Linked DNA regions of Mus musculus: region 1 is linked to region 2. The links are chromatin contacts, called in public promoter capture Hi-C maps. All regions are on one chromosome and are shown on one strand. The core of a region is the stretch at or near the end of the contact, and the rest is flanking DNA. Distances in the headings are between cores, read along the strand shown. Region 1 holds the start of Klhdc8b (kelch domain containing 8B). Region 2 overlaps Rbm6 (RNA binding motif protein 6).

Region 1 (6,817 bases), core at 108-2,607, 600 kb after region 2:
AACAACATGTAGCTGAAGGCAGGCCAGGCCCAAAACCACTCGTGCAGAAAGACCCACACCTTTGACTAACACTCTACTGGTGAAGGTCCTTCTATAGTGGGAAGAATAGATTCCAGGTACCCAGAAGGCGTTCTCGGTTCTTGTGGGAACATGAGGGATTCTTCCCTCCCCAACCTTAAGAACTAGCAAATAGTAACTTGATCAATTTAGAGTGGAAGGGAAGATAGAGCCCAAATCTCCATCCTAGCGTGCTTCCTGTCCCAACAAGTCTTATCTCAGTGCTCCAAGAGAGTTCTGCATCCTCTACACACTGGCATCTAGTGTGCCTTCAACAACCTGGGTCCAGCCATCAGGGTCCCTCATCCTGTAGTCCTTACAAGAAGGATCTTCTACAAGGTATAACCATTTATATCAGCAAAAGGCCAGTCTCATATGCGAGACCCAAAGGGGCTAGACTCCAGGATTCCACACTCCCTTTGAAGTCCATCCTTTATGGGTGTGGCGATGCCAGCAGATTCCCTGCTGAGGAGGTTTTAAAAGGCTGGTGTAGAGAATCTCTTGAGCACAGGATTAGAAGGTCCCTGAGTCCAGGGCTTTTCCTGTAGGAATAAACGGCTGGATTCCTGACACCCCCCACCCAAGAGCACATTCCTTAGCCTCCCCTTTTGCTGTGTGTGTATCTCTCTGTGTCTATGTCTCTATGTGTATGCTGGGGGTCTCCACTCTCAGTCCCGGGATTTAACAGGGACGGCCTCCTGGCCCCAAACTTCCAACTCAAAGGAGAGTGGGGGGCGGGTCTGGCTAGTGGGTTTAATTAAGGTTCTATCCTTCATGCCCCAAACTTCCCCTGCGCGAGGTTCCCGCGGGACTCACCTGCTGGATCTCAAATGTCGCCAGGGCACGGGGTCCGCTGTTCCGCCTCCGCCTCCGCTGGCTCCGGCTAGGGCTGAAGCTGGGCTCTGGTGGGGCTCCCGCACCGCTCCGGCGTGGGGCGGGGCTGGACCGGGTCCGCCCCTCGCTCCCCCCTCCCCAGATTCGGGGAAACCTCCTCCCGCCTTAACTCTGCACATGCCACGGCAGGAGTAGGGCGCACCGACCCACGGTCACCCAAAATGAACAGACAGGCATATGGACATCCGGCCGGCCAGGATTTAGGGCTCTACCTGGGGCGATGATAGAAATGAGGCAGCGGCGAGCAACACAACACCGGTATGGTGGGATCGGAGGCGGGTGTCGTTGTGAGTCGGATCCACTCTGGGTACAATCAGCCAGGGGCTAGCCAGTGGAACCTGGGGCCTTTAGGGGTCGGAGTCCGCCCATCACAACTGAGCTTGGAGGTGCCAAACCACAAGCTTCCCAGCGGCGCCCCCTAGAGGCCACTAGGGCTGTAGCCTGGGCCTCTGGTTGGGGAGCCCAGCCGAGCTGTCCTAACCATGACACAAAGCAGGACACAGAAAAGATCCCTTAGTGTATATGGAGACTAGCAGCTTGTAGGGTGGAGGGGCAGACTGTACTAGCCTTGGGGCCTATCTAGACCTTCTTTATAGAAAAGTAGGTTATTTTTGCTTCGATCCGAGCAGTGGATGTGCACAATCAGCCAGATGCCAGGAGTCTCTCTGCCTAATGCTACTCTGGGGCTACTACTCAGAGGTTGGGTGACTGTTCATCTTCAGGGTACAGAGCTCATCTCTAGCCAACTCCGTGGTCATGTGATAGCAAACTGGTGTGACAAAGACTCCCCTGGAGTGAGAATTCTGAAATTTTGATTTCTTTTAACATCAGAGAAATCGTATAGGAATATGTTTTTGTTTTAATGCCAGGTGTGGAGATACGGGGCTGCTTCCCAGCAGCTGACTACGATTTGCCTGTGTTCTAGCAAAAGCAGGGTTTTGCCAGCTGCACATAGTTTCTGTGATTGTGTTATGTTTGGAATTCTGGGTACTTCTCAGAGGATATAAGTTTGAGAGCCCTGGGGGGTGGATGGGTGGTTGTTGGCCATCAGTGGGGAGGGGACTAGTTGCAGTTTGTTAGTTGTCAAAAGAAATTAGATTCAAGGACCTCTATTTATCTCTCCCCTCTATCCTTCTTTCTCTCCTATCTAGTGATAGGGGTTGAAACTGGGGGATGAAGGGTGGGAAAAAAACCCACAAAGTAGCAAAGACCAGCTGCATCCACCTACCTCTGATTCACACTTTGGCTCAGCCTATCTTGTGAGCATTCTGATCAGCCGAAGCTTCCAGTTGGAAAGCTTGTGTGAACAGCTCCTGCACTTGTCTGTGTCTGCTCATTGATTCCGACCCTTTTGTGTACAGTGTTTAGCTTAATTTTCCCAACGCAGATCTTGAGGCAGTGACACAAGTGTGTGTGGTTAGTGTAGGAGGTGAAGCCAGGAAGCACCCGCAGAGAAGTAGCAAGAAGACCAAGGAAAGCAGCCAATAAAGGAGGTACCATCAGTTACCACCGTGGGTAACTGCAACCTGGGGATTCTGGGAGGTGACTAGAAACATGGGTCTTATATTGTTACTGCTCCCAAGAACAAGGGGACCTAAGAAACCCACCTTCACATCCCCAGGGATCATACAGTACTAATGCCTTTGCATGCCCAAAATTCTGACTGTCCAAAATGTGGATGAACCCTTCTTTATGACTAAATAGAGCCTATAGCTCTCTCAGTGGTTGTCAGTTTGAAGTGAAGGGCATGTCTAGAAATGATGGCGCAAAGACTGGCCTCAAACTGCACAGACTCTAAAGGGCCCTTCTCTACCACTCAGTGCCAAGTCTCCCATCCTCAGGCTGCTCCTCACTTGGGGCTCTGGTATGTACCCCATGTTCTCGTGTCCTCATGTTCCCCACTGTCCCTGTTCTAAGCCCCCTCTGCTTGCTTTCCTACTGTTTACCACTTACAAGCATCTGCTTTTTAATGTCTCCCAGTCTAAGTCAAGGCTATCTCTTTCTGCTCCCTCTGAATTCTGAAGCCATCTGTCCCCAGATGCCACTGCCTTGTTATCTGCCACCTCGTCTCTTGCTACTTCTTCCTCCAAATTGTTTTTGAAGCAATTGCAATTCTTGTTTGTTTCTAGACAGGGTTCTCTGTGCAGCAGTCCTGACAGCCCTGGAACTCGCCTTGTAGACCAGACTAGCCTGTAACACAGAGCGATCTGTTATCTGCCTCTTCCTCAACCCCAGTGCTGGGATGAAAGGCCCCAGTGAACTTTTTTTTTTCTTTTTTGAGTCAGATCTCCTGTAGCTCAGGCTAATCCCAAACTTGCTACATAGCCAAGGATGACTGAATTTCTGATTCTCTTATTCCCTCCTCCCAAGTGCTGGGGTTACCTTGCCCAGTTTTTACCTGTGATGAGGAGCGAACGCAGGGTCTCTTGCACGCTAAACAAGGACTCTATCAACTGAGCTCCATCTCTAGGCATCAAAGCTGCTTTTGAAAAGTCACCATGTGTATTAGTCCACACTCTGCAGGGGAACAAAACCAACAGAATGAACACAAACCACAGGGGCTTTAGACGACAGAAAGACAGTTTGCAGGATGGGAGCACTGGTTGCTCTTTCAGAGGACCTGGGTGTGGTTCCCAGCACCCACATGGCTGAACTACAGTTCTGGGATCGGAAACCCTTTCCTCACCTCTGCAGGCACCAGGCATGCACATGCACACACGTACACATACGGGCAAACAGTATGTGTTCACATAAATCTTTAAAAATTTAAAGGATAGGGGGCTGGAGAGATGGCTCAATGGTTAAGAGCACCGACTGCTCTTCCAAAGGTCCTGAGTTCAAATCCCAGCAACCACATGGTGGCTCACTACCATCCGTAATGAGATCTGACGCCCTCTTCTGGTGCATCTGAAGACAACTACAGTGTACTTAGATATAATAATAAATAAATCTTTTTTAAAAAATTTAAGGATAAAAAGGAATTTAATAGACTGACTTACATCATACAGTCTGAGCGCTACAATTGTGGCTCTCTTCATGCTCACCACAGGCTGAGAATCCATTGGTGACTCGGTCCTGGAGTCTGGTGCCTCAGGAGTCACAATCTGGCATTGAAGGGTTCCTAGAGAAACCACTAGTCTCCCATCCATACCGAAATACCGAAGAAGCTGGGTTCTGATATCTGTGAAGGAATGAAGTGGCAGTGGTGGCAGTGGAGGCAGTGGTGGCAGTGGAGGCAGTGGTGGCAGTGGAGGCAGTGGTGGCAGTGGAGGCAGTGGGGGCAGTGGAGGCAGTGGGGGCAGTGGAGGCAGTGGGAGCAGTGGGAGCAATGTGCTGTTTTGGCTCTGCTTCCCCACCATTCACTGCATGATTGGCTCAAGATAGCAACCAGTGAACCTTCGAGGGGAAGCTGGGTGAGAGTAGCCAGATGGGAAGAGACCTCAGGCAGTGGTGGCAGTGGTGAGCTTGACAAGAAGACTCTTGGGTGCGAGCCTCAGTAGACAGCTCATTCAGTTGGGAAAACGCAGCCTACTTGACCTTTTGAGGGGTGTGTAGGGGCTTTTGGGGTAAGTGTACATCATTGGCCAGGGCCAGGGTGATGGGGATCACCCATTTGCATAAGGAATTCCAGCTGCTGCTAGACATGACCTTATAAGGGGAGAGGAATTTAACCTGGCTACCAGGGGCAAAAGTGAGGGCACGGGGTTGGGGAGGGGCAATCCTTCTCCTGAGATTTCTGGGGTTCAGGCGCACCTTGAACCTCTCTTGCTCTAGGCTGACTCCCCGACCACCCACCACTCAATCCCATGGTTCCCCGGCCCCATAGCCATGGTGGCAGTGGTAATAGCAGCAGCAGCAACAGTATAAGGAACTTCCTAGCAAGACACATGAAGATAAGAAGGCAAGAAACAAAATCGTTTCTGTCAGACCTCCTATCATCTGAGCAGCCACTAGGAAGACGTTAGCATCCACGTTAGAAATGTGCTTTCTCACAGTATGTCCAGCCGTTTATCTCTTAGTTGATTCCATTTGCAGTCAAGGGCCACCATAGTGGCACATACCTTTAAGCCCAGCATTCCGGAGACAAAGACAATCAGATCTGAGTCTGAGGATAGCCTGCTCTACAGGGACTTCCAGGTCAGCCAGGGCCATTTAGTGAGACTCTGTCTCAAAAACAAAACAAAAACTGAGGCTGGAGAGATGGCTTTAAGAGCACTTGCTGTTCTTGGAGGACCGGTGTTTGGTTCCCAGCATTGGAATTGGGCTGCTCACACCACCTGTGTAACTCCAGGTCCAGGGAATCAAATGTCCTCTTTTGGACTCAATGGGCACTGTATACACACACACTTAAAAGAAAAAAAGCTCCATCCAGTCAAGTTGACAACCAAGATTAACCATCATGACACACAACATAAAACTGGACTCTGTGGTCTCTCTCTCAAGTGAGACTTTTCAGACTTGTCACAGTTTCACCCTTTGTGACCTTGAGTCCTTGCTGACAGTTTGTCTGGCCTCTCAGAGTCTTTTTCAGGACCTTCTCACCCTTCTCAGAGAGCAGCTCAAGACTGAACCCTGTAGTATTGTGAGCGTCTGTTTCAAAACAGGGGGGTTGGAGCTTCAGCGCTAACTCAAGTGGTAATGTGACTGAGGTACAGACAGGGGGATCGAACTTAGATCCCTAGAACCTACATTTTTAAAAATCTAGGGATGAAGTGGGGCGATGGTGTCTCACGCCTTTAATCCCAGCACTCGGGAGGCAGAGGCAGGCGGATCTCTGAGTTCTATAGCATGAGTTCCGGGACTGGCAGGGCTACACAGAGAAACCCTGTCACGGAAAACAAAAACAAGAACAAACAAAACAAACAAAAAACGCAGGTACAGAACTGTAGAGAGGTCTCAGCAGGTAAAGCATGGGTCCTGTGAGCACTAGAACTGGAGATGAGACTCTCTAGAGTCCACATAAAAGCCAGGAGGTTCCCAGACGAGGGGACCCCAGTCTGCCTGTAACCCGGACCAGGCAGGTGAGAAGGTCCAGGTTTAGCTTGCGACTTTGTTTTAATATATATGGAGGAGAGGAGGCTGGCGACTTGGCTCAAAGGGTAAAGGTGCCTGCTACCAGGCAGACAACCCAAGCTGGATTCCAGAGAACCACTAGGTAGAAGAGCAAGGGAATCCATTCCCAAACATTGCCCTTTGACCCCTCAACACCAGTGATGTGTGTTAAGTTTCAAACCTGGGATAAATGACTGAGGTACTTAACGTATTAAACCTGACCTATTAACGCTGACCTGGCTACCAGGTTTCCCAGCATCCCTTAGTCCCTGTTACAGGGTAGGAACTAAGGCATGTCTGCCTTCTAGCCACCTCCTGCCCCACCCCCTCCAGCTGGGTTGCTCTTGCTATATAATCCAACCATTTTGGTTGCCTGTCCTCTTTCATCTTTTGCCCTTTCGCCTGCTTGCACCTTGTTCCCCTCTCTTCCCTCTCGCTTCCCCTCCTCCTCTCCCCACATGGCTCAGGGTCACATCTACTCTGGGCTCTCCCAGATGTCCCTGTCTTTGCCTACAAGCTCCTTTTTACCTACAATAAACTTTCTTCTCCATCCTTAGGAGCAGCCAGGGCCTTTCCTTTGTGTTTCTTGTCTTCAGTGGCTGTGGGTGTATCGAGAATGAAAACACACCAACAGAATAAACTAAAAAGCCAGGCAGATGTGCATGTGATAATCCCAGTCCTGGGGAGGTGGAGGCAGGCAAATCCTTGAGGCTTGATGGCCAGCGTGAGTGTGATAGTACACACCCTTAATCTAGAACTGATCTCTCTGAGCTCGCAGTCTACACAGTGGCCTACACACACACACACACACACA
Region 2 (6,790 bases), core at 2,489-4,988:
TGTGTGCTGGGATTAAAGACATATGCCACCATACTTGGCTTAGCTCCCAGTCTTTACTACTGTAAGTCGACTGCATCTTTGTGCATGTACTCCTGATATAATATGGTCTCAAGGATATTATCAAGTCTCAAGATAGCAGTCATGAGTCATTTTTCAAACTTTCAGGTCAGTGACATCAAATAAGCTCTACAGGTTATTCCAAAATTACTTCCTGGCCTAATTAGACATCATACTACAGTTACTACAGATGTTAACACTGAGGAATATAGGTCAAAGAATGTATGTCATCCCTGGTTATTTATTTATCAAAATAAAATGGCTGAGCAGCTGGCCTTATTTTGGGGGTGGGGGAAGAGGGGGGGCTTACTGGAAATCGAACTTAAGGTATACATAAAGTAAACACTGTATTTCCAGTTCCTTACAGTTAAATTTTGAGACAGGTTCTCACTAAATTGCCCAGGTTGCCCTAAGCTCATTCTGTAGCCCAGACTGGTCTTGATTTTACATTCCTGCCTCAACTTCTTGAATAGCTAGAATTATAAGCCTGAGCTACCAGGCTCAGCTTTAGCGTCTGTTAGCAAGCCCAACTTTGGCATTGAATCATTTTGGAGTTTTCATTATTGTTTTTAATTAGCATACAAATTGGTTTAGTTGTGATATTTTCATACATAAATATCATTGCTATTTCATTCCATTATCTTCCCCCAGGGCTCAAACTCTTGATCCTTCTGTCTCATCCTTCTGAGTATTAATTATAGGCATATATCACAACACTTGACACTATACCTCTATATATTCCCATAAATCTATACTTTTTGAACCTAAATTTTATTTTTTATTTTTCATTTTGAGACAAGATCTCACAGTGTAGTCCAGTTTGGCCTCAATTGACAATCCTTCTGCATATTTTTCCCAAGTGGTAGAGTTACAGGCATGAGTTACCACATCTGGGCTTTTTCTTTCTTTCTTTTTTTTTAATTGAAAGAGAGAGAAAATATATGTCTTACCTCTTCTTTTGTGGCATTTTCTGGAACCCCACTTAATCGAATAAGCCTGTTAGGTTTCTCCTCGCTTGGGCCAGTCCTATAATCTTGATCCTTGAATTCAGAATGTAAAGTTATTTCACAAATAGATTTATTTTTGCATGTAAAAAAAATAAAGTCGACATAATATATACTCAAGATCAAAAGTGATTTGCATTATGGTGAAGATATGAGCAATTATAATCTCTCATTCTCCCTAATATCACTGGATTATAAGTATGCTAAGACTAATTAAAGAAAATAAAATTCTCAAAACATACTATTTGGTTACTAAGTATTAAGATCAACAACAGGGGCTGGAGAGATGGATCAGCAGTTAAGAGCACTGACTGCTCTTTTAGAGGTCCTGAGTTCAATTCCCAACAACCACATGGTGACTCACAACATCTGTAATAGGATCTAATGCCCTCTTCTGGCATGTCTGAAGAGAGCAGTAGTATACTCATATAAATAAAATAAATAAATCTTTAAAAAAAAAAAAAAAACAAAAAATAAAAAAAACAGGTGTTGGCTCATGCCTTTAATCCCAGCACCTGGGAGTCAGAGAGAGGTAGATCTGAGTTCAAGGCCAGCCTGTTTTACAGAGTGAGTTCCAGGACAACCAAGGTTACACAGAGAAACCCTGTCTTTAAAAAAAAAAAAAAAAAAAAATCACATAGGAAACCTAAGTGGAGATGGGTAAAATCTATTTTAAGATAATTTTCATAATTAAATTGCAAATATAACTGTACTTGCTTATATTCAAGAAACTTAACCTTTAAGCTGAGTAAGCTAGCTATAAGAGGAAACGTGTATAAAACATTAACATCATCATATCCTCATGACTGCAAAAAATACTAAGTATTCTCTAAATGAACATAAATAAGGAAATAAATCCTAAATCACAGGGACTGCAATAGTATTAAGAGCCACTCCCCAAAGATTGATCATTTGAAATCAATTTAACACAGGACATTTAAACAAGCACAATAAAGCAAAAGAATGATTAAACAAACACACATCGAAAACATGTTCTGAGCCAAGGGCCTTTTTTAGATGTTTAAACTCCTATATTCTACTCTCAATTACAGAATTTCCTTTTGCGTGGTTGTATAAGAAGGCTTTAGTGACTAAACATCTTCTATTCTATACTTCAACCTTGACAAAAGGATTATGAATCACCTCATCAACATACCTGAAGGTCTTGTTGGGCATCTCTGGACATTTTGCCCTGAGAAAATGACTTGCTCTGGCCATAGCCAAAAATCTGGTTTCCTGGCAACCTGTGATCCACATCACAGTATTCAATGCTTCTGTAATCAGTGTCTTGTTGGCCAAGAAAGTCCAAATCACCTTCTTCTTTAAACAGACCAGCATCTGAACTCTGTTGTTCACCTCCAGAAAGCTTTGGCTTATCTTGTTCTTGAACTGGACTTTGGCTGTTTTGAAAGTCTGATTGAGATTCATGTTCAAAAGTTCCACTTTGTGTTTCTCCTTCTCTTGTTTCTGAATGCTCAAATTCTCCCTTCTGAACACCAAAAGCAGGTCTTTCCATTGCATGGTCATGTATGGATTCTTCTCTCTTGTTCATATTCATACCAGAATGTTCTCTCTCTTGTGGAGAAGGCTGAATGTAATCCAAAACTTTTGGATCCATAGGAGGCATCTCCCTATCTTTAAATTCCATACAAGGTCCTACCTCTCTGCCCCGAAAATCTTGGTAAGTCCTAGTACGATGTCTACCTCTGAAATCCGAATGTGGTGTATCCCTGTTCCTAAAGTCTAGATCAGTAGTAGCTGAACCTCGGCCTCTAAAGTCCACCTGTGTTCCATCTTTATCCCTGAAGTCCAAATCAGATACATCTCTGTTCCTAAAATCAGAACGAGACTGATCTCTGGATCTAAAATCCAAATCTGATAAATCTCTTCCCCTAAAATCTGAATGGGATCCCTCTCGGCCTCTAAAATCTAAATCATATGTGCCCCGCCCCCTAAAGTCAGTTGGAGGGACATCTCTACTTCTAAAGTCAACAGTATGAGAATCCCTGTCTCTATAATTCATATGAGGTGTCTCCCTACCTCTATAATCCATAGGAGTACCATCTCCACCCCTGTAGTCCATAGGTGGTCCTTCTCTATCCCGAAAATCCCCAGAATGTATGTCCCTGTTCCTGAAGTCCAACTGTGCTGAATCTCTACTCTGGAAATCCGAAGATGAAAAATCTCCCCCTCTGAAATCGTGTCCAGGTCCCTCCCCTCCTTGATAGTCACCATGTGGTCCATCTCTACCTCCATAGCTGAAAGAATGCTCCTCTACATTTGCAAAGGGAGGTCCTGAATGCCCCTGGAAATCAAAGGGAAGTGAATCTCTGCCAGGAAAGTTGCCAGAGTGTCTCTCTTGAGCATGACTCTTAAGGGGAGGAGGAGGATAATCCCTGTTCCACCCGGGAGCAAACCTTTCTTCTTGGCTCCCACTGTAGAAACAAAGACAGGGTTATTCATATTGTCCAGAGAGTTTGAAATCTACACACCAGCATATTCTTCTCTAATCACAGCATATTCTTCTGTAAACATATTTTGGGGGGCAGAGTTCTGTAACAAGGTCCTAGATCTGCAGAAAACAGCAAGTTTTGCTATTTTAAGATGAGGTGTCCGAGTAAACTTTTATGCTCCCATTTCAGAACACGAGGTAAGTCAACACAAGGTTTTCAACATGACTGCTGCAGAAAAAGCTTTCACCCAGTCCTGCAACAGGGAAAATCCGCAATACCAGATAAGCTAACAAAGGTAACATACTACAAAAATTCCCAGTTTCTACAGCCAAGGAACTTAAAATTCCAAGGTCATTATGACAATTACTACACATGTGGAGTCAGGGGTAATCAGTGCAATTTTCTGTTTGGTTGTTTGGTTTTTCTTTTGATTTTCAGACAGGACTTGGTTATATAATAACCTGGCTAACCTAGAAATCACTATGTAGACCAGGCTGGTGTTGAATTTGAAGTAACCCTCTATTCCCTCTGCTTCCTGAATACTAGATTATAATAAACAACCATGCTCGGCCTCAAAATATAAAATGTCTTGTAAGTTCCAGGAAGTGTCTTTCTAATTGCTGCACACAATGGTAAAGATTCCCAAATATTTTATTATATCTACATCATGGATTGTAATTAATCCAATTGAGTATAGTCCAGAAAGGACTCATTGTATATCATTGTGACCAGTAGCAGCATTAATGCCAGCTCTATTGGGCCTCTACTCAGAAAGATCCTCATCTGGGCCCAATAACTATCCAAGAGTATATTATCACAGAAGGCAACATGAATCATTCCACAAAGCATGTTAGGTGATCTACACCAAGCTAAATTATGTAAGAACTTAAAGCTGAAAGTCACCTAGAACATTAGTTCTTTAGGCATTATCTTCATGTCCAAAATAAAAAAGCTGACAAGATTCTAATGCCTCAAGCTAACTTTTTATTGCAATAAAACATTTTAAAATACTTACAGTTAGAAAAGGGACAACAAAAAAGAATAAATGAGACAGGAGAGATAGTTAAAGGCGCTTGCTGGTCTTCCAGAAACCCTAGGTTTGGTTCCCAGAACCCATGTGACAGCTCACAACCTGTATACTCCAGTTCCAGGGAATCTGACACCCTCTTCTGGCCTCTTTGGGAAGCAGGCATGCATATGATCTATACACATTTCAACAAAACATCCATCATATAACTCAAGAAAATAAACAAGCTGGTAAGTGGTAACACATGCCTTTAATCCCAGGATTTAGGAATCAGAGGCAGGCAGATCTCTTGAGTGTACCAAGGCCAGCCTGGTCTACAAAGTGAGTTCTGGGACAGCCAGGGTTGCTACATAGAAACCCTGTCTTGAATAAACAAAAAAACAAACAAACAAAAAACAAAATAAAAATAAAGGAGAAATAAATAAGAGTTGCCCAGCCTTTCAAACTACTCAGCATCTTTCCTTTGCCTAATCACTAGAGCATTTTACACATTTTGGCTTTTATCAAAGATCAAGAGACAGCCATAAAGGGTGGTCTACAACTATTAATCTCATTGCTTGGAATGTTGAGGAGGATGATCCTGAATTTAAGAGTAGCCTTAGAATGAGAACCTATTTCAACAAATCAAAAAAAAATCAAGGAACTTAAGTAGGCAATTAGACACCGGGGAATCCCAGAGAAGGCACGTGAAAAAGGAAATAAAAATGGTTAAAGAGCTATCTACTGCTTGGCAAGACAACAAGAACATGTAGATTATCAGAATCAACTCAAGATTCTCCTCCCAAGACATACTGATTCTATCATAAGACCCTTCTGAGCTCAAACTCCACCCCCACAGTAGGAGGCCAAAGACAACCAACACTAGGTAACTCAGCTCAGGAGGACTGGTCCATCACCATACCATCACCACTCCCTTTCTATCTTTTGTTTTTTAATTTATTATTTGGGTGTTATATCTGTACATGTGTGGGGTGCATTTGCATGGGTGCATGTATGCAGAGGCTGGAGGAGTGCACTGGGCATCTTCTATGGCTCTCTTCTTATTTTTTATGACAGGGTTTCTCACTGAATCTGAAGTTTACAGTTTCAGTTAGACTAAATGGACTGAGCTTACTTCAATTTCCACCCAACACAGGTTACAAAAACATGTTTTCTTTCATTTGGTTGGGTTTTTGGGTTTTTTTTGTTTTTTGTGTGTTTTTTTTTTAATATACTAGGGATTTAAACTGAGGTCCTCTTAATAGCAAGCACTCTTTTCCAAAAAACTGTCTCCTCAGGAGTACCAAGCCCTTTCATAAAGTAAATAGAAATTTAAAACATTAACCTAAACAGTAGAACGTACATTTAGTGGATTTTCAGAACATAAAAGCTTCTATTGGTTCCCAATAACACTAACATTATTTATGTCTGGTTCATCATAAGCAAGCTTAAATATTCATAAGGAATAAAATTTAACACAAAAATTAGAATGTTACCATTAACCACAGTGTCTCCCATACTTAAAAGTCATTAAAGTCATTCATTGGCTTTTGAGAATACTCAAGCTTCCTCAGACCCTCACAACACAATGACTGCTGAGGCATCTAAAAGTAGGTACTTTATTGACCAGAGCACACCCAGCATTGTCCTTAAATAATGCCATGAAGACTATCTTACCCTTCTAAGTCAAGCAGATCTAGAGTAACCTACCACACTGCAGTTCTTATGTCTAATCAAAAGTCAGTTCTATTGATATAAACAGCAGCAGTGCCATGTGTGATGGCTCATGCCTTTTATCTCTGAGCTCAAGGCCAGCCTCGTCTACATAGCCAAATTCAAGGCTAGCCAGGGCTACATTGTGAACCCCTACTTCAAAACAAACACCAGAGGTTATAGAAATTATTTTAAGCTAACATAAAACAATTTTATGAAAAAAAAGTATTTCAAAGAGAAAATAAGACATTTTCCTGAAATATAGCCTTTCTTATTTTTTGAGTCTCCCAAAAAATGGATTACTATCTCCCTCTGGTAAAAATCTTAACAATTATTAGTTAGTGAATTGGGCAAAGATAGGAGGATCTCTAGGAGGCCAGCTTGATCTACATATCATGTTCTATGACAGCCAGGACTATATACATAGAGACTCTGTATTGAAAACAAAACAAAACAAACAATAAAGCAAAGAAAAATCCAAGCATTCTGGAGGCAGAGTCAAGAGTTCTGTGAGTTAGGGGCCAACTTGGTTTACACAGTAGGTTTTAGGCTCACCA

What was found. Promoter capture Hi-C pulls out the DNA fragments that hold promoters and counts their contacts.
Region 1: a promoter capture Hi-C map of liver shows a contact between it and region 2, with 6 times the contacts expected there. The contact joins the promoter of Klhdc8b here to the enhancer-like site in region 2. A contact is called at or near these places in 4 of 39 promoter capture datasets (cranial neural crest, hippocampal neurons and liver) and 2 of 115 datasets of contacts at active chromatin or transcription factors (astrocytes and bone marrow-derived macrophages).

Annotation. Positions count from the first base shown.
Region 1 is chr9:108,451,444-108,458,260 of GRCm38.p6, forward strand. Klhdc8b (kelch domain containing 8B) reads right to left here and starts at 1,358. Exons shown (of 6, transcript NM_001359428.1): 1 at 874-1,358. It also overlaps a transcript of Ccdc71 not described here.
Region 2 is chr9:107,849,908-107,856,697 of GRCm38.p6, forward strand. It overlaps Rbm6 (RNA binding motif protein 6), which reads right to left. Exons shown (of 21, transcript NM_011251.3): 3 at 2,218-3,496; 4 at 1,008-1,097. Among named protein-coding and RNA genes, the nearest start is that of Rbm6, 20 kb to the right of the region's middle. Within about 2 kb of position 3,739, at least 3 of the 459 cell types and tissues checked have an H3K27ac peak or open chromatin away from gene starts, as enhancers often do. A contact at or near this core is called in liver, where this site is marked.